Regions from separate parts of the Hordeum vulgare genome. Here region 1 is linked to region 2. Evidence: chromatin contacts called from public Hi-C data. All regions are on one chromosome and are shown on one strand. The core of a region is the stretch at or near the end of the contact, and the rest is flanking DNA. Distances in the headings are between cores, read along the strand shown. Region 1 holds the start of LOC123412790 (protein trichome birefringence-like 19). Region 2 has its middle 190 kb from the start of LOC123410542.

Evidence for each region. A called contact is a pair of places that touch in the nucleus more often than the background predicts.
Region 1: a Hi-C map of seedling shows a contact between it and region 2, with 2.6 times the contacts expected there. The contact joins the promoter of LOC123412790 here to the enhancer-like site in region 2. A contact is called at or near these places in 2 of 6 Hi-C or Micro-C datasets (leaf and seedling).

The regions. Positions count from the first base shown.
Region 1 is chr7H:120,938,586-120,942,400 of MorexV3_pseudomolecules_assembly, reverse strand. LOC123412790 (protein trichome birefringence-like 19) reads left to right here and starts at 1,293. Exons shown (of 1, transcript XM_045105724.1): 1 at 1,293-2,830. The coding sequence starts at 1,408. The coding sequence ends at 2,640.
Region 2 is chr7H:120,086,889-120,090,666 of MorexV3_pseudomolecules_assembly, reverse strand. No RefSeq gene overlaps it. Among protein-coding and RNA genes, the nearest start is that of LOC123410542, 190 kb to the right of the region's middle. Within about 2 kb of position 1,791, at least 2 of the 3 cell types and tissues checked have open chromatin away from gene starts, as enhancers often do. A contact at or near this core is called in leaf and seedling, where this site is marked.

The DNA.
Region 1 (3,815 bases), core at 44-2,543, 850 kb before region 2:
GCAGTCCCAAACATACCCTAAGTGCATTTGTAGCAGAACCCGTATAATGTCCCAACCCGCACAATAACCGTCAAAATACAGGTCTGCGTGAAAAAAGTTGCCCAATCAGACCCTGCAAATGCGTCGGACCCGTAAATATTTTTACGGGGCGCGGTAAAAAGCTCTTCCCGATCTGCGAAAACACAATTTTCGCATCCGCTTCTACGATGCCTTCCATGGAGAGAAAGCAGTTAGCGGGAGCCCAACTACCATGGAAACTTCTGCATCCGCTGTCCACGTCCACCGTACGCAACCCCGGACGTCCCCGAACACCGGCCACCGGCGCCTAACGCCACCCCGTTCGTCCTGACGGCCGCCCTGCTCGTCCTGGCCGGATTCGGCGTCGGTGGCGGAAGCTAGCTATCTAGCTTCGAGCTCCTGGATGGATCCCACGACCTGCTAGCTAGCTCCTCGATGGATTCGTGGACACCATAGCTAGTTAGATAGCTTCTGGATTCGTGGACGGAGGAGCTAGCTAGCTAGCTAGCCCTGGATGGATTCGTGGACGGAGGAGCTAGCTAGCTAGCTAGCCCTGGATGGATTCCTGGACGGAGGAGCCAGCTAGCTAGCTAGCCCCTCGATGGATTCCTAGACGAAGGAGCTAGCTCCTGGATGGATTCAGGAATCGATGACTCCGTATTTAGAAACAAATTTAGTTGATCATGGACACAGACGAGAGGAAGAAGAAGATGCAGGGGAAAATATAAACGAAATTCGATTTACAGTTTAAGTTTAAGGGGTCTGTTCCGTCATAGCTCGAGTCGATCCGTAAAAGAGCATCTTCTACGGATATTTTTTTTATAGGTTTATTTTACAGGGTGCGACTCTACGCTCGCCCACACCCGTCTGTAAAATCGTTTTTCATGAACTGTAAATACGTTTTATGGGTCAGCGTTATTTGCTCTAAGATTGTCAGTTGTCACAACCATAGCGTTGGAGAGTAGGTTTCCTGGAGAGTACGTGACAGATCTGGAAATAAAATGCTCATTCTCGAATGTCTGGAATGGTGGGTGACTACCGTTCAGTCCGTAAATCTCGACACGCCTGTTTAGCACTCAAGGTCAGTTTGGAGCTCTACCGCTAGCTCTGTTTACAGCTCGGAAAGTGCTCATGGCCTCGTACAGGCGCACCTGTTTAGCACTAGAGGTCACGTGGAATCCACCATCACAAGTGTAAGCTGCATACTAATTACGTACCGCCCAACGCTAACTAGTCACCACCTTCTTCGATCGTCTTCAATGGTATCACGTCGACATGCTACTTCCACCTGACACTACTGAATGTTCATGAAGCAGAAAAAAAAAAGAATCCGTATAAATATGCTCATTCATAAACACAGCGCTCATGATCCGTAGTTCGTTGGGATAGATGTTAACACCGATGAAGTTTCATGTGGTTAAGCTACCATCGATTGCCCATTGCAGGCGTCACTGGCACTATATGTTCCCCGCCGCCGTCCTCACGGCGTGCCTTGTAGTCCTCGCGGCGACGGGCCTGCCCGGCCGCGTGCCGCTAATGCCGCCGTTGCTCACGAGCACGACGGGCCATGGACGGGGCGTCGACCGGTCCTGCGACATATTCAAGGGCGAGTGGGTGCGGGACCCGGGCGCGCCGCGGTACACCAACGAGACGTGCCCCGTGATCCACGGCCACTACGACTGCATGCGCTACGGCAAGCCGGACCTCGGGTTCATCCGGTGGCGGTGGCGGCCGGACGAGTGCGAGCTGCCGCGCTTCGACGCGGCGCGGTTCCTCGGCGCCATGAGGGGGAAATCCGTGGCGTTCGTCGGCGACTCGCTCGCCAGGAACCAGATGCACTCGCTCGTGTGCCTCCTGGCGCGGACCGAGCGGCCCGCGCCGTGGACCAAAGCGGGATACGTCTACCGCTACGAGCGCCACGGCTTCGCCGTCGCCGACTTCTGGTCGCCGTTCCTCGTCCGGGCCGTCGAGACCGACCGGGACGGCCCGACGCGTAGCGGGGCGGGCCTGTGGAGCCTCCACCTGGACGAGCCGGACGCTGGATGGGCGGCCCACGCCGGCATGTTCGACTACATCGTCGTCTCCGCCGGCAGCTGGTTCTACCGGCCGGCCGTGTTCTACGAGCGCGGCCGCCTTGTCGGGTGCAGCGGCTGCCTCGTGCCCAACGTCACCGACCTCACGCTCCGGTACTCACTGCGGCTGGCGTTCCGGAGCGCGCTGCGCTCGGCCGTCGGCGCGCCGGGCGGCCGCTCCAGGACGGTCATCGTGCGAACGATCTCGCCGTCGCACTACGAGAACGGGACGAGGAACGAGGACGGCGACTGCGTTCGGACACGGCCGCTCCAGCGCGGCGAGTGGGAGATGGACGAGGAGCAGAAGGAGATGCGCCGGATACAGGTGGAGGAGTTCGCGGCGGCAGAGGCTGCGGCGAGAGGGAAAGGGGTGCGGATGCTGCTGATGGACGTGACGGAGGCCATGGCGCTGCGGCCGGACGCCCACCCGAGCAAGTACCGGATGTGGGAGCCGGAGAAGTTTAGGGTGTCCCGGGACTGCCTACACTGGTGCCTGCCCGGCGCCATGGACGCGTGCAATGACATGCTGCTTCACATGCTGCTCGGTTAACCAGTACTCCTTCGGTAAAAAATATATAAGGCGTTTAGTTCACTATATATATATACGGAGGGAGTAAAGTACTACTTCTTCTTCTTCTTACTACTATATATATATAATTTGGTAGCTTGGTAATTTGATGGCCTGAATATGTACTTCCAACTATTCATTCTCAAGCAGCTGGTAATATTGGAAAATTATTTTATGTACACAAAAAAAGGGAACGTTGCTTTGGTTCCCGGGCTCTCAGATGAGTCCGGCAGTGAAAACAAATAGTAAGAAATACTAAATAAATTTTAAAAAATCTATTTTTTGGGAGAAAGATGGCTTAGTGCATGATTTCCGTGTCAAATTTCAGGGCATTTTTATAAGTGAGTAGCTCTTAGGAATAAATAAATAAATTTAGGGTCTATGAAGACTTTACTATTTATGTATAGTTTGACTTTTTTTGCTGAGAGCTATTTAGATTTTCAAATGCTTTGAAATTTGACATACACCTCCCACACTTAAATATGCTCCTTGATTTTTTTTGAAAATTTATAGCATTGTTTTTAAATTTACTGTTTACCGGATGCAGATGAACCTAGGATTCGAATTGGATATTCGATGTAAGTTAATCCTTTTTAGTTGAAGCAACAATACTTCAAAAAATGATGCTCAGAAAAAGGAAAAAGGTTGAACCAACCCCTTCGTTCATCCTCTCTCAAGCAAACAAAGTGACCAAGGTTTGTGCCTCTTGTCGGCAACGCTGCTCAACTGCCTTGTCTCATGTGGCCTTAGGGCCATAGGGGCGTGATGAATCTCGGTCCTCGTCGATTGGAGGCTTCATTTTTAAATGTTTATTTGAGTTTGGTTAGGGTTTATGTCCTTCTTACAAAGGAAAGATGGTGGCGGTTTTTGAATATGAAAGAAGGTTCTCCCCGCCCCCGATGGTGTGTCTAGCATTATCACATGATTTAATCGGGGGTTGTCTTGTGGATACTCAGATCTGTTCTTTGTTTGTCTACGTTCATGTGTTTACACGTTGGATCCTTCTCACCTGGGCTTCTCTTCATCAGTGACACTTGTTGATCTGGTGCGTTGGTCTTATGGGGCCTTAGCACGAGCATAACATGTTTAACAATGATGAACGGTGGCTTTGCCACAAATACTATGTCAGTTTATATGATCATGCAAGGAAATATGAC
Region 2 (3,778 bases), core at 542-3,041:
TTGGATTTTATTTCCAAGTTTGTGAACTAATTTATATATTTTTCAGACTCAAAAAATCTACAAATTCATCGAAAACTAAAATTGTGATCACTTTCCAAATCCATAAAAAATTCAAATTGGAGAACTTTTTCTTCAAATTCATGAACATTTTCTCAAACTCACAAATAATTTTTACTCTACTAAACCGAATTTTTTCTTTAAAAAAATCATAAACCTTTTTCTGCTGCTAAATTGAATTTTTGTAAATCAACTGAGCAGCAACAACAACTGGCATAGAGCATGTTTTTCTTTCATGATCGTGCCTGAACAATCCTCGTTATGCAAGGCGAGCGAGCATTTTGGGCCGCATCTCACTATGCTCGTGTGTGAGCACTAGTGCACTAACAGTCACTCAGGAGGAGGAGATCTCAACCGGATATGCCATATGAACTTTAATAAAGTTTGTTTGGTTGAGATATTTGAGTAACCATTGTATTCAACTGTATATTGGGCTAGCCAAGTGTCAGATTAAGTTGGGCGGGTATATTTGGGTGCTGCAAACCAACCTGTGGTTGGATGGTTAGGAGGACTGTGGTATCCCCTGTCCACCAGAGTTCAAGTCAGTGGCGACTTCGTCAATCTCAAGATGATGTGCCGGCTTAGTCTCTCGAAGGTGCTCATAGGGATAGGGTGTGCGTGTGTGCGTTCATATGGGTGAGTGTACGCTCGTGGATGTGAGCGACTTCGATTGTACTCTGCTAAAAAAAAAGGTATATTTGGGTGCTCCTATACTTTGGGAGCTCCTATACGACGCGTTTTGCGTCCGACTGCCGAGGAAACGCGCAAGGCGAGTCAGACCTGGGCTGGCCTGGTAATGAGTTTACTGTGGCACCATATAGAAAATACAGTAAAAAGAGAAATACATGCGAGCAAATGGTACTGTAGCTACTGTATTTTGTAAAAGACGAACCTTTTAAAAAATCCGACTTCATTTAAAACTGAATATTTTTCTGAAAACATGATGATTTTTAAAAAAATGCGAACCTTTTTTCAAAAAACGTTGAACACTTTTAGATATCTGCGAACATCTTTTCAAACTTTTTAATATTATTTAAAAGTAGGAAACATTGTTTTGAAAGCGTGAACATTTTTCAAAAACATGAACATTTGCAAACATTTTTTAAAATTCCGGAACATTTTTCAAATTTCGGAATATTCTTCAATTTTCGGAATATTTTTCAATTTTCGGAACATTTTTATAAGAAACAAAACATTTTTATTAAAATTCCAGAACATTTTTTTAAATTCCGGAACATTTTCGCAAATTCCAGAATATTTTTCAAATTTCGAAACGTTTTGTTTTTGAGAATTCCGATTTTTTAATAACATTGAACGTTTTCTCAAATTTTGGAACATCTTTTAAATTGCGAAACATTTTTTCAAATTCCGGAACATTTTTGAAGTTACAAAACATTTTCGAAATTTATATGTTCTAATTCTGGAACATTTTTCTAATTTCAGAACATTTTTTCAAATTCCAAAACATTTTTTGAAAATCCAGAACATTTTTAAACAGAAACAGAAAAAAGAAAGAAAAAAGAAAAAAAGAAAGAAAAACTGGATCAGGGAATCATCTAAAAACTTCCCAAAACCAGAAAAAACGGGCTGAAAACCTCAAGAAGGTTGCCAAAACCGGGATCGGTGAACTAACAGTCCGGCCCAAACCCCGTCGCTCGCTCGCAGCTCCTGTGTGTTTACCCGACTATTTGACGCAAGGAGCGTCAAATAGGGTTTCCCCTATACTCTACCATATGTGAGACCTCCTAGTTGACGCACGTGGGAGGTAAGATTCGGTGCTTCACGCGCCGGAGGAGCTCCCTAGCGCCCACGTGCCGATGCTAGTTGGCCGGCCCATGTGGATTTCACATTTTATTCTTCCCTAGTTTGCTCGACCACATTTCACAAAAAAATGATTTCAAAAAATCTCACATATTTAAAAAAAGTTCAGCCACTTAAAAGAAGTTCTTCAAATTGGACAAAAGTTCATCCAATGTTAAAAGTTTGTCAATATTTCAAAAAAGACAAGCATATATGCCCGTGCGTTGTAAAAAATATTTTTGTACGATTAACCGCGTGAGAAAAATGATGTGTCGGAGACGGAGCCACGAGTTGCGACCTTCTCGGGGGTCATGTTTGGCCCACGAGATCTTGATAGTAGTGGGATTGGTCAGTGCCTCCTACGACGATGTAACCGAATATATTACTAATTACATCGCATAAATGAAAGACCTAGCGACATGTTGCTAGCTAGTCGAACAAACGTGTCCTAATGACCAATGACGAGCCGGAATACTAGAACATAAAGCTTTTCACCAGTGAACGGATGAAAAAATGAGAGAAACTTACTTTGATTTATTAGTAGGTATAGAAGTATGGATATAGATATATATTGGTGAATTTTAAAAATGTTCATCGATTTTGAAAAAACATTCATCAATATTGAAAAAATGTTCATCGAATTTAAGAAAAGTTCACCAATTTTGAAAACAAAGTTCATCATTTTGTAAAGAAGTTCTTAAATTTAAAGAAAACACTAATGTGAAAAGAAGTTCAAATAATTTGAGAAAAAGTCCATCAATTTTGAGAGTAAGTTCATCTATTTAAAGAGAAATTAGGAAAAATAAATGAAAATAAATGTGAGTTAAGAAATTATCAAAACGGAAAAACTAGGAAAAATAAATCAGATAAAAGAAAAAACAGAAAAATGAAAATAAATGTGAGTTAAGAAATTATCAAAACGGAAAAATACGAAAGTAAGCGCATCACGTGGGGGTGTGGGGTGGTTACTGCAGCTTACAAATAACCATGAAGTTGCCGGTGCGATTATGCGGTTTTTTCTTGAGCGGGTAAAGCAATTTTATTCATCATAAGCCACATAAAGTGAGATACAAATTGGGTCATGGGACATCCCCAACCAAGTGTGGTGCCGCGGCTCTCTATGAAGAGAAAATTTAGCTAAATGGTGTGCCTCCATATTGGCTGTACGCCCTTCAAAAACAAAAGTACAAAGAAATTGAACTACTGTAGACTTAATCTCTTTGATCACATCTCTATTATTCCCCATGCTTCCATTGTTGATGTCCAAAATCGCCTGTTTTTAATAAGATGCAATAACTACTCTCTGTAGATTGAGATCAGCTCCAAGCGCTAAGGCTTCTCTGCATGCGATGGTTTCTAGAATAAGTGGGTCTTGGAGTCCTGCAATCACCAATGCCGAACTACCCATGTAGATGCCATGATCGTCGCGGCAAACTGCAGCCGCCGATCCCCTCTACCTGTGCGAATACCCGCATCCACGTGGATTTTCGCGTACCCCAGCAGTGGAGCTTTTGACGCGCTCTCTGAACTTCCAAAGGGCCTCTCCTAGCTCCTGTTGGGCGCGGTACTCTCAACGCCTCAAGCTCCTGGATGAAGTTTCTTACAAAGGATTGTGTAGTTTGGGGTGATTGGAAGATGTGTTCATGAATCGCCTTGTGTTGGGCTGTCCATATCGTCCAAAGGGTGACTGCCAGGAGGATGAACTGATCATGTGGTAGTAAATCAATTAGTGCAAAGAGACACTGCTTTGCATTGGGCCCGGTATTTGCGATTAAAACCTCACCTAGGTCTTCGTCTACCAGGGCCCAAGTGCATCTAGATGAGGTGCAATTGATCAGGGAATGTCTCCAGGAATCGGACGCTCCACACATGCCACATAAGGGGCTATTAGTCATGTGTTTGGGTGCCCTAACATCTTCTG